Linked DNA regions of Mus musculus: region 1 is linked to region 2. The links are chromatin contacts, called in public ChIA-PET maps. All regions are on one chromosome and are shown on one strand. The core of a region is the stretch at or near the end of the contact, and the rest is flanking DNA. Distances in the headings are between cores, read along the strand shown.

What was found. ChIA-PET counts read pairs in DNA pulled down with a chosen protein or histone mark.
Region 1: an RNA polymerase II ChIA-PET map of memory CD8 T cells shows a contact between it and region 2, with 49 read pairs. The contact joins the enhancer-like site here to the promoter of Wdr91 in region 2. A contact is called at or near these places in 11 of 39 promoter capture datasets (the 3T3-L1 cell line, 3T3-L1-derived adipocytes, the HPC-7 cell line and 8 more), 1 of 484 Hi-C or Micro-C datasets (muscle stem cells), 6 of 115 datasets of contacts at active chromatin or transcription factors (the SCID.adh cell line, effector CD8 T cells, embryonic stem cells and 3 more) and 2 of 9 other capture datasets (liver and pancreatic islet).

What each region holds. Positions count from the first base shown.
Region 1 is chr6:34,964,209-34,969,923 of GRCm38.p6, forward strand. The region is part of intron 2 of Slc23a4 (solute carrier family 23 member 4); the gene reads right to left. Among named protein-coding and RNA genes, the nearest start is that of Slc23a4, 11 kb to the right of the region's middle. Within about 2 kb of position 2,118, at least 38 of the 459 cell types and tissues checked have an H3K27ac peak or open chromatin away from gene starts, as enhancers often do. A contact at or near this core is called in macrophages, memory CD8 T cells, muscle stem cells and 1 more, where this site is marked.
Region 2 is chr6:34,906,745-34,913,271 of GRCm38.p6, forward strand. Wdr91 (WD repeat domain 91) reads right to left here and starts at 4,087. Exons shown (of 15, transcript NM_001013366.1): 1 at 3,953-4,087; 2 at 2,617-2,796; 3 at 1,370-1,577. The coding sequence starts at 4,075.

The DNA of each region.
Region 1 (5,715 bases), core at 868-3,367, 55 kb after region 2:
TCCTTTAATAGGTTCAGCTATTAAAGTACTGAAGTCCAGCAATCAAAAGCCCCCTTTGGTTCACCCAGTTAACATGCCCAATTAAAATTAAATTAAATAGTTCATCCTACCACAGGGTTCTCCCTTTTACCTTTATAAACCACCATTTTCCCATGGGTCCTGTCTGTCTCCTTGCTATCTAGTCAGTCCTTTGTCCCCCTCCCAGGACAAATGCCCTTTCCCCTCTCCCTTGTTCTCTTCTCCTTCTCCCTCTTCCTCTGTCTCCTTTTGTCTTTGTCTTTTATCCCTGTCCTTTGTCCCTCTGGAGCAAATAAATCTCTTTGTGCTGAGAAGTTGGTCTTGGGGGTCCTGAGCCAATATCATTCACTGTCAGCACATAAATTTCCTCTTCTAGACAACAGGGCTAACACTTACACTTGCTTCAAGTGGTGCAGGGGAATTATGTGTGTGTTGCCTGTACAGCACACACACATATGTCATCATGACTGTTATATTCACATGAAAGAGGAACAAATCAGGTCTGTGGTCAGCCCAGGGCCTGGCCCTGGTGTTTGGACTGTATCCCCACCTCACCGACAGTGAGTCACACAGCAGACCTAGGATGTTCTTCCTCACATTGGTCCGAGTGGTTTCTCCTTATTTCCATTCCAAAGAGAGAAGGTATTAGGAAATGAAATACAAGCAAGTATCTGTGGTAACAGGAAGGGCAGGCTCTGCCCATCTCAAAGATGGGAAAAGACAGGAAGAGCTAAGGTAATGAAGGCTGAAGTGACCTAGAGAGTGACTGTGCTGGCTAGTTGTGTGTCAACTTGACACAGGCTGGAGTTATCACAGAAAAAAGGAGCTTCAGTTGAGGAAATGCCTCCATGAGATCCAACTGTAAGGCATTTTCTCAATTAGTAATCAAGGGGGAAAGGCCCCTTGTGGGTGGGACCATCTCCGGGCTGGTAGTCTTGGGTTCTATAAGAGAGCAGGCTGAGCAAGCCAGGGGAGGCAAGCCAGTAAAGAACATCCCTCCATGGCCTCTGCATCAGCTCCTGCTTTCTGACCTGCTTGAGTTCCAGTCCTGACTTCCTTGGTGATGAACATCAGTATGGAAGTGTAAGCTGAATAAACCCTTTCCTCCCCAACTTGCTTCTTGGTCATGATGTTTGTGCAGGAATAGAAACCCTGACCAAGACAGTGATTAAATATGTTAAATATGTCTCTTCCACATCTTAATCTACTGAAGGAATGCAGAAAAATGTAAACACCTTGAGCAGCACCTTAAAACAAAGTTCAGATGTGACTACATCATTGATAAAGACTGTTCCTGGTCATCTGACGTGAGTGTTATCCTCCAAACTTCATAGGTGACCTCACTGATGACCTATCCCAAGTGCAAGATACATGTCCATGAGAAACAGACCAAGAGACCAGCATCTTCCTCCCTCCCTCACTTCGCCAATCTCTCTTGATTCCCTATCTCTAATGAGCTTATGTGCAGTTCTCTTAAAACCTCCAGACCTGATGTCTGACCTTCCAACATATCTATGGGAGGATCCAAGAAGTTGTGATGAGACTTGTAGATGATGCTGATGCAGCAGCCCAGGGTCCATCCTGTCTGTATCCTTCAGAATTGAGAGTCTCAGCTTATGAGACAAAAAGGGAAGGAAAAAGGGATCCTGCTGAGACTTTTAGAATTCTGAGCCACTCTCCATCACTTAATGAGAAGTTTAAAGTGCACTGAGAAGATGAGAATACTGGAAGCTGTCCATGATGAAGAAAGGAAACCTGGGGCAATCAAGATGACACAGCAAGTAAGGGCACCGGTGGCCAAGCCTGATACCTGAGTTATAACCCTGGAACCTGCATGGTGGAAGGAAATAACTGTCTCCTGTGCGTTGTCCATGATGTATGCTGTACCTCCTCTGATAAATAAGTGTAATTTTTAAATATAAAAGATGAAGGGAACATTTTGTCCCAGGAACTATAAGCTCAATGACTTTACCGTAGAAGGAGAAGTAAACAAAACAGGAGACTGCCAGCTTCTGACCTGGAAGCTAACAGACAGCAACTAAGCATCCCAAACAGGGCTCAGGACCCATTTGCAAAATGAAACTGAAAGTTTCAAGCGATCGAGAAGTTGCCGTCAACACCCAAGTGTTCCAGACTGGAAGAGCAAGGAACACCATGTTGACATGTCACTGTGACTCACAGTCTGTGACTTTGGCCTGTGCAGAATCTTACAGCAAGAAAGTAAAGGATTCCTTGGTCTGAAGACTTAGTGAAGACTTTCTTTAGGAAGCAAGTGAAACAGTGTAGGTGGCCACAAAATACAGAAGAGGAAACACTCCTAAATGACTTTGGGATAATCTTTTAAAAGAATAAAACTCTAGTAGAAAACAAATGATGGTTTGCATAGATGCGACAGATATACAATACATCCCTTGAAAGAAGAATTTGACATTACAAAGTTGCCAGATATCCCAGATTCATCTTTTGAGGTAATGCAAATGCTACCAGCATTCCAAAATGTTCCATTTCACTCAGCAAAATGCTTTGAAAATTAATCTGGAATAATGAAAAAAAAAGCTAGAATAATTTAAAGGAAAGTACAATAACCATTCAAATGCAGCTGTCCATGATGAATAATTTAGAAATAGTTCTAAAAGAAAACATAATGAGGAAAAACAAACTCAACCAAAAAAAGGATGCAACAAAGTTATCAATTTTAAAACAGAGAGAAACAGGATTGAGAGATGGCTCAGTCTTTAAAAATGTTTGCCGCACATGTAGGAGGAGAGGAGTTTGGCGTCCAGCAGACATATAAAAACTTGGATTGTCCCACACAACCCTGTAACTCCTGCAGTTTGGTGAGCAGGGACAGGAACATTGTAAGACTTGTTGGCTGCCACCCTAGGTGAAATAACACACCTCCAGGTTCAAGAAGAGACCTTGCTACAAAGGGACAAAGCAGAGGGACAGAGGACACCTGGCACCTCCCTCGAGTTTCTGTTTGAGTTATGTGTGGTCAAGGAAACACATGTACATACACCACACAGACAGACAGACAGACAGACAGACAGACAGACAGACACACACACACACACACACACACACACACACACACTTATGTAGTTTCTTCTGAAATTAAAGCCTTCCATTTTGAAGGGAAACTTAAGAAAGGATGCTTGTAGGGAAGAAAAACAGGATGTTCTAAGGAGGGGTGACATATTTCAAGGAATCTCATTAAGACAGGAAGTACACAACTCAAAATAGCTTCAGGGAGTTCCTGAAACTGATCAGATCCACTAGGACACACCCTCCCTTCCCAGATGTATATAAACTGTAAAGACTGCTGAGGGTCATTGTCAAATAAGCCAAGCTACAAAGAAGACTCCCAAACAAGCCCATCTGCTGGAAGAAGCTGAGACTCAGTGGGATTGCCTGGAGGAAACAAAGACCTGTTGAGCTGCCTGCACTGTGCTTCAGGTTCCCAACTTTGGTGAACTGTCACTCACGCTGGCATGGGCTTTGGTGACACAGTTGTCTTGGAGTCATTTCTGCTCCTGTAAATAACACTCACCCCTATTTCTGTAAGTAACCCCAATAAAACATTCATTTGCTAATTTGGACTTTGGTTGTATCCATACTTTGGTCAATAGTCAGTTCCCTATCAGGAATGAGTAGATGTTTCTTCAGGTCTCCCATGAGATCCTGGTTGAAGACATAGAAGTATTGTCTATTCTAAAAGAGAATTCCTGGGATACATAAGAATTTAAGGGCTGGAAAGATAGAGGCCCCAGCTGCCGGCCTGCCAGCCCGAGCTGGGCGCCTGGGCCCACATGATGGAAGGATGGAAGACTTGACAGCCACAGATTGTCCTCTTGATCGCTACTTACCCACTGTGGCAACTCCCCGTCCCCTGCTCATACATAATAAACTGTAAGTGAAAATAATTACTATGGATGGATATGTATCTACTAAGAGCAGTATGTCCACAAAAACCTGGGAAGATTATGGCATGATGTATTTCATCATAACAACAACAACAACAACAACAACAACAACAACAACAACAACAAAACACTTAAGTCTAAGGTGCACAGAGTCTTACTGTCTTGAAAAACAGGTGATTATTCAATAAATAATGCTGAGAAAATTGATGTTTTGGAGAGAAGTGATCATTTTCAACCCTAGAAACATAAACCCTTTAGTGTACAAAAGTCTTCATTAAAATTAAAAATACGGGCTGGTGAGATGGCTCAGCAGTTAAGAGCACTGACTGCTCTTCTGAAGGTCCTGAGTTCAAATCCCAGCAACCACATGGTGGCTCACAACCATCCATAATGAGATCTGATGCCTTCTCTGGAGTGTCTGAAGACAGCTACAGTATTACATATAATAAATAAATAAATCTTTAAAAAAATTAAAAGTACACAAAATATTTATGATAATGAAGACAAAATCAATATTCTTAATATACAGAGAGAATATGTAATTGAATCTCTAGTTAAAAGAAGAAAATATGGATTTATGATTAAAATTCCCCCCCCCTTTTTTTTGAGACAGGGTTTCTCTGTATAGCCCTGGCTGTCCTGGAACTCACTTTGTAGACCAGGCTGGCCTCAAACTCAGAAATCTGCCTGCCTCTGCCTTCCGAGTGCTGGGATTAAAGGTGTGCACCACTACGCCTGGCTCAAAATTTCCCCTTCTTGATACCACTAAACTGACATTAAAATATATTTTAGGAGCATAAGTCCCAAGGATAAAGAGAATGGAGCAGGAAACAATTGTGCTACATTTTGATGATGGACAGTAACAGGTCTGCCACCCCCAGGAAACAGGACTTACACAGGATCAGGTAAATAGCAGCATTTTGAGAAGTCTCAGAGATAGTCCTCAGTGTAGGGATAAACCTGGAGCCATGACAGGTTTAAACCCCTCTTGAGTACCACTGGATGTCTCGGCAGAAGACTTGAGGTCTGTTGTGTGGAAAGAGCAAAGTGCGGGGCTCTCTGGGCAGGCAGACGGCAGGCAGAGTTGGATGTGGGGGCTGGAGGGGAGACCATCCCGACATGGGCCCTCTAGTCAGTGTGCACACATAGAACACCAGCACCCCTGCTCATAATCTACCCAGAGTCCAGAATTCTCCTGGCCAGCTCCTGTCCCTTCAGGAAAGAGACTATGAGAACTTTTTCAGAATATTACAGCAGCATGGGACGGAAAGCATAGAGATGCTGAGACTCAGACTTCTCCAGCCCCAGTGCAGCACTCACAATTAAGGGCAATTTGAATTGTGGCCCTGGCAGTTGGTGGTTGAGCATGTCTGCATGTTGGACTAGAGTGAAGGCCAAGGCTCCACTTCAGGTTCTAAACCTCTGGTCAGCCTCTTGGAACAGTAGTTCTAAGTATGAGTAGATACACAGGGATCATCAGACAACTAAGAAAATGCAAGGGAGGGCTGGCAAGATGGTTCAGGGAATAAGAGCACTGACTGCTCTCCCGAAGGTCCTGAGTTCAAATCTCTCACAACCACCCATAATGAGATCTGATGCCCTCTGCTGGTGTGTCTGAAGAGAGCAACAGTGTACTTATATATAATAATAAATAAATCGACAGAGCGAGCAGAGGTCCTAAAATTCAATTCCCAACAATCACATGAAGGCTCACAACCATCTGTATAGCTACAGTGTATACTCATATACATAAAAATAAATAAATAAATAAATC
Region 2 (6,527 bases), core at 2,837-5,336:
GTCTCTGCCTGGCAAGATTTCAAAGTCCTTCCCAGCCAAACATTCAAACCCAGGGAACAGAGGACAGAATTGGCACTGTGGGAAGAGTCTCTTCCCAGTCCCTGGGCCTGCTACTCTAGACCACCTGACTCTTCTGGACTCAAGAGACACATGACAATCTGCCTGGCCAAGTCTTGCATAAGCCATAAATCCCAAACTCAAGCATTTTCCCCAGCACCAGCAGTAAAGAGCCCGTGTTCAGTAGACGTCACAATCTAAGCCTTAGTGAGGTTCATGCCAACATCCAGCTGGAAGCAAAACTGGAAGCAGAATCCACCACGAGGCCTTTCCTTTCTCCAGGCTGTCTCTCTCCATGGCAAACATGTAAATGGTTAAACCACTCTACAGACTGCACAGCCACACACCACCCCATGACCATCTATACTCCAGCTTAGGGTACTGGTCCTCCCCAGCTGCTGCCCAGAGTTCTGTTGGAAGCACAGAGTGGGTAGGAGGCAAACTGCAGCTCCAATGTGCATGACCTAGTTTGCAGGGTCATGACCTGTTTTGCACTGAAAAGATAATGAACAACAGGTTCCAGCTTCCCTGGAGGACTAACGTGGTCACGCTAAGTTCTTTGGAAAGTCCTCAGGAAGAAGAGGAAGGAGGAGAAGAGAAAGGCTGATTCACACTTATCCACAACAGGAAGGAGGGGGGGGAGCAAAGGCAGGAACCTCCATCAGAAGATGTCCCTCCCAGAGGTCAACACAGCTGCAGTGGCTGGGCCTCCACCACACCCAAATTTATCAGTCCCTCACCAGGCAGCCATATTCTCACATCAGATCCTGGGCCTTCAACAACATAGTTGTAGGCAGTGAATTACAGTGATGTTTTCTCTCCCTCCCACTCTCTCTCAAACACCTGAAAATATATTCCTAAAGCTACTCTATACTCTGGCAAGTGGAGCCACACTGATGTCACCGTCCCAGAAGGTAATCCAAACACAAGCGCCAGCCCCCAAACTGTTTTCATCTGCCGCCAAACCCGAGCAAAAGCAAGCAACAGCACCCCTCCACACCCAGAAACATGCACCATGCCCGGCTGCTCCTAACCCTTGAGCTGCCTGGCTGAGCCGGTACCAGCACCCAGAAGCTGCCAACTTCCCTGTCCACGCATATCAGCTATTACTGTCAGATGCAGAACTAAGAACTATGACTCCCTGGACTCGTGACAAAAATAACCCGCAATTTGTCAAGCCGCTCACATGACACCTGAGAGGGATCTTTGGGTATTTTGTGAAAGAAACGGGTGTCCCATGAGCAGTGACCCCTGACCTCCGTGCCTGGGTCCCTCAGACTACGGACACTGCCACACGCAGCAGAAAGGATATGCATGCACTGAAAGAGGACGCTCAGGAAGTTGTGCAGAGAAATAATGAATGTGTCGGCCCATTGTCGAGAAAAGTAGGTAGCAAAGGTGGGGTTGGTGTCTGGGGACGGCAAGAAGGGCAGGACAAACCAATCCTTCCACTCAGCCTGGTTCTGGAGCTCCGTGGCCTGCTTTGCAAAGAACTCCTGTGCCTTGTCATTTCGGTTTGTCTGCCAAGATACAAAGAAAGTTGCAAGGGAGGAGAAAGACAAGCCCCCGAGTCAGGTAGTCAGGTTCTTCACTGTTGCAGAGCAGCAGCCTTCGCATACCTCCTGTCAGGCCAGTAAAACAGTATCTATATATAAAGAAAATCATCACCTTTTTCTCCTTCCTTCCTTTCTTTCTTTTTTTTTTGTTTTTTGGTTTTTTTTGTTTGTTTTTTGGTTTTTTTTTTTCAAGACAGGATTTCTCTGTGTGGCCCTGACTGTCCTGGAACTCACTCTGTAGACCAGGCTGGCCTCGAACTCAGAAATCTGCCTGTCTCTGCCTCCCAAGTGCTGGGATTAAAGGCATGTGCCACCCCTGCCCGGCCTTTTCTCATTTCAAAGCTGATTTATACTGCAGTTCTGGGGCTGGGGGATAGCTCAGTTGTAGATCATTCATCTGGAATGCACAGAGTCCTAGGTTCAATCCCCAGCACCAGCTAAAACCAGGCACGCGGCACACCTGTCTACCTAGCACTTGAAATACTGAAGCAGGAAGATCAGAAGTTCAAGGTCATCCTCAACACATATCAAGTTAGAGGCCAGCCCAGGACACATGAGACTCAACCAATTTCAAAATCAAAAGTCAACTGAGGTTCTCTTGACAAGTGCCATACTGAAAACAATCCCTAGGTGATGCTCAAATAATCTAAATTAGTGCCCCAAATCAGCTACATTTTGTTTTGCTTTTAGAGACAGGGTTTCTCTGTGCAGCCCTGGCTATCCTAGAATTCACTCTGCAGCAGAGACTGGCCTCAAACTCAGAGATTCACCTACCCCTGCCTCCTGAGTGCTGGGAAAGAAGGGAGAAGTGCACCACCACTGCCAGCTCCAGCTTTGTATATAGTTTATATATAAAATATATATAACGTTTATAGTCCTTAAAATGCCACACAAGTTTACATGCTTAAAACCAAAAGGACATAGAACTGGGGAAAACCAATCAGATGATCTCTACAGATCATAAGACACTGGGGATGGGGAAACAGTCAAAAGCAAGAAGTACCTGGATTGTGTAGACAAGATAAAAGCGGAACAGGCTGGTTTTCAGTTTGTTGATGGTAGGTCGATAGATATCCTCCAAGCGGCTGAAGAGCCTGCGTTCCAGGTAGCTCCAATAATCCCGAAGGGCAGCCAAGTCGTAAACCTGCATCAACTGTTGCAGCTGGTCCACAATCTTGTCCACCTGAGGGGAGACAGACAGAAGGAAATTCTCACCTCACTATACATCGTATAGTTTCATCTTCTTCCTATGGCTCCCAGATGTAAAAACATATAGTCCAGTTGGCAATCTATAAAATCCCCAAGATATGTTAGCATACTAGCTTTCAAGTTATTTTCTCATGCTAGATACAGGACTTGGTGCTCTGGCAAGCTCGGAAATTCCAGAAAGCAAGAGCTTTGGCTCCAGGTGTTGAGTCTCCTTGACCAACTTGGCAATGTCACTTCAACAGCAGTCTTGATTGCCTCACACTGTAAAAATAAGTAAGAGCCAATGAGCCAGAGACAATTGCCAGGGTCCTCGTCCCAGCTCCACAGTTTCTGAATTCCAAGAGACACAGTGATTACTGGCTCCCTGCGGGTCATCAGAGTCCCACCTGAGCCTCAGTGGCTGCTGCCTTCAGTCAAAGACAATCACACCATGACAGTGTTTTGAATACCACTGCTGTCTGGAGTAGGGAAATGCTTTGCTTTGCCACCAAGCAACCAATAAACTCGAAAGGTAGAAACCAATATCCTAACTTCCTTCTGATGCGCCAACAACTAGCTCACCACCTCCCTCAATCCATCTGCCCAAGACCAATTTAACTCTGTACGTGCAAACATACAAATCATAAGCAAAGAAATCCCAAGCGCCTCTCAGTGGAAACTAGTATCAGAGAACTTTGTGCTTCAAAGCAGAAGGGAATCTTCCAATGATTCCCTGATGCCATTCTTACAATCTACCTCCCAGACCTGAACCCAGTCTTCTGGGCGCAGCCCCCTTTGCTCCCGCTTCTTCCATCAAAATTCAGACTTGCGCTCAACCATGGCTCTTAAAGTGTTGTAACCACGCCGGCCAGCCATTGGCTAGCACCTGCTGAGAGGCTGGCATGGAGTGAAGCCCTGTACCGGGAACCAGGGACCTGAGTCCCGATGCTCCTGACTCACTCACTGAGCAACTTCGGGCATGTCACGACCATCTCCGGCCCTCAGTTCCTCCTATGTCAAGCGAGGGCCAGACCGGAGACGCCTTCAGTCCCCTACCATGCAGTGACAGCGCCGCCCTCGCCCCGGAGGGCAGGGTTGGAGCAGGAGGCCCGCCCCCCGAGCCGCCTCCGCCGCCCCTGCCGACCCCTCACCCGGAACCCCTTCTCTTTGTCCGCCTTGATCTCCGCATCCAGCTGCCGCAGTGTGTGCGTGAAGCCACGGAAGAGCAGGTACTCCCGGACCAGCTCGTCTGTGCGCTCCACCGCCTCCGCCATCGCTGCGCGCGCGCGCTGCAAAAGACCCGAGCCGCTCAGGGCGGAGGGGCGGGGCTTGGAGCGACGGGGCGGAGCCTATCTCGGGCGCCTCGTACGTCACGCCACGCCCAACCTACCAACCTTGCGCTCCGCCCCGCCCCGCAGGCGCCCCGCCCATCTCCCCCTGTAGCCCCGCCCCTCCCTACTCTCAGCCAGCTCCCGGGCGTCTCGGCTTGCTGAAGTTTTCTGGTGATACAGAGTGTGTCCTGAGTTGCTAACACTGATGCCTCGATCCAAGTAAAGTAAAGCTGGACCTTGCGAACCTTCCACATATTCACAGGGCGGGGAGGGAGTGATGTTCCCAGCTTATTGGCATGACACTGCAGAATCTTTTGTCCTCTATCCTCCTCTTACAAAAGGAGAAAACTCGAGCCCCAACAGGTAAAGTGGCCAGTGTGAAGTCAACTCATAAAAGTCCAGCTTGGACCTCTTTTCTTTTCTTTTCTTTTCTTTTCTTTTCTTTTCTTTTCTTTTCTTTTCCTTTCCTTTCCTTTCCTTTCCTTTCCTTTCCTTTCTTTTCTTTTCTTTTCTTTTCTTTTCTTTTCTTTTCTTTTCTTTTCCTTCTTTTTTGGCCAGGGCCTCACACACGCTAGGCAAGCACCCTACCGCTGAGCTGCTTTTGGGTTTTGTCACAGTCTCACTAAATTGACCACACAGATCTTGAACTTGCAATAAAAAAAAAATCCCCACCACCAGTCCTGTCTAGCCCTGAGTTCCTGAGTAAGAAGGGTAAACTATACCAACCAAGATGTACCACTTAGAGAAATTTTAAAAAAGGCAAGTTTCAGAAGGGTGTGACCTATGGTCCCAGTTTCTTGTTAGTTTTTTCAATTAATTGTGGTTTTGTGAACAGTTTTTAAACTCAGGAAAATTGTAAAACAACCTATATTTTATTCTCTGAAGGACTTCCAGTTCCTTTTGCCTTCTTTCTTTTTCTTGTTTAGAAAATTATTTGAAGTTTTTACAAGGCATACATACACATTTTGCCTTATTTCTTCATCTTTGAGAGAGCACTGATAATGTCCACCAGGCACAGTCATAATGACGATTTGATAAGATAGTGCATGAAGACCAGGCGTGGTGGTGTATACTCTGGAGACAGAGCTAGGCAGGTCTCTGTGAGTTCAAGGCCAGCCATTCTTAATTAAAAAAAAAAAAAAAAAGCCGGGCATGGTGGTGCACGCCTTTAATCCCAACACTCGGGAGGCAGAGGCAGGCGGATTTCTGAGTTCGAGGCCAGCCTGGTCTACAAAGTGAGTTCCAGGACAGCCAGGACTACACAGAGAAACCCTGTCTCAAAAACACCAAAAAAAAAAAAAAAAAGGCATCAAAAAGATCAAATTATTTATGTGTATACACACACACATACATACACACACACACACACACATACACACATGGGTGTGGGTATCTATGCCCTTGTGGGGGCCCAAAGAGAGTACTGGGTGTCTTTCTCCACTTTTTCCTTTAGAAACAGGGTCTCTCCCTGGAACTGGGGCTCTCATTTTCACGGCTAGGCTGGAGGCCAGCAAGCCTCCACAGTCCCTTATGTCTGCCCGCCTCAGAGCTGAGGTTATGCTTGTTTATAGGGACATCCAGCTTTATACATGGGTGCTAGGGCCCAAACTCTGATCTTCATGATTATGGAGCAAGCAGTCTTAACTACTGTGCCATCTCTCCAGCCTCAAGATTGTATTATATATATAAACATATAAATATATAAAATTATTTATATAGAATGTATAGTACATTGATTTTTATTATATTTATATATAATATAAATACATTTTATATAATATATTATTTATATATAATACATACATATATTATATATTATGCAATATATAATATATTATACAAGGTATAATATATATTTATATAATAGTTAAATATAAATTTTTACTTATATATTGTATAAATATAAAATATATTTTTTACATATTTATATTATATAATGAATGAGAAGCAGTCTCTCTGTGCCCTCTCATACACCCCTTGTTCAATCTGAAATGTCTTCAGGCACTCACATTAGCTGCCTTTTCTCCCTCCAGCGTTTGTTCAGATGTCATGTCTCAGTTTTTGTCTGCTTTCCTAACAAAGTGTCACGAACTGGGTGGCTTTGAAAGGACTTAGTTCTCATAGTTCTGGTGCCCAGAAAGTTAAAAATACAGGCTCGGCTGTAGCACAGATTTTAGGATCAAAGACCGGGTCCGTGTCCCCCCCCCCCCCCGTCCCCCGTCCCCCGTCCCCGGTCCCCCGTCCCCCGTCCCCCCCCCCCCCGCAGCTCTGTTGAGCTAAGTTCCATCCTCTATGGTATAATAATAATAATTAATAAGCAGAGAAAGGAGATTTGTTCAGCGTAGCCATCTTGAAAAGAGGAATGAATTTTTCTAAAGACCCAGTGGCCCACAGA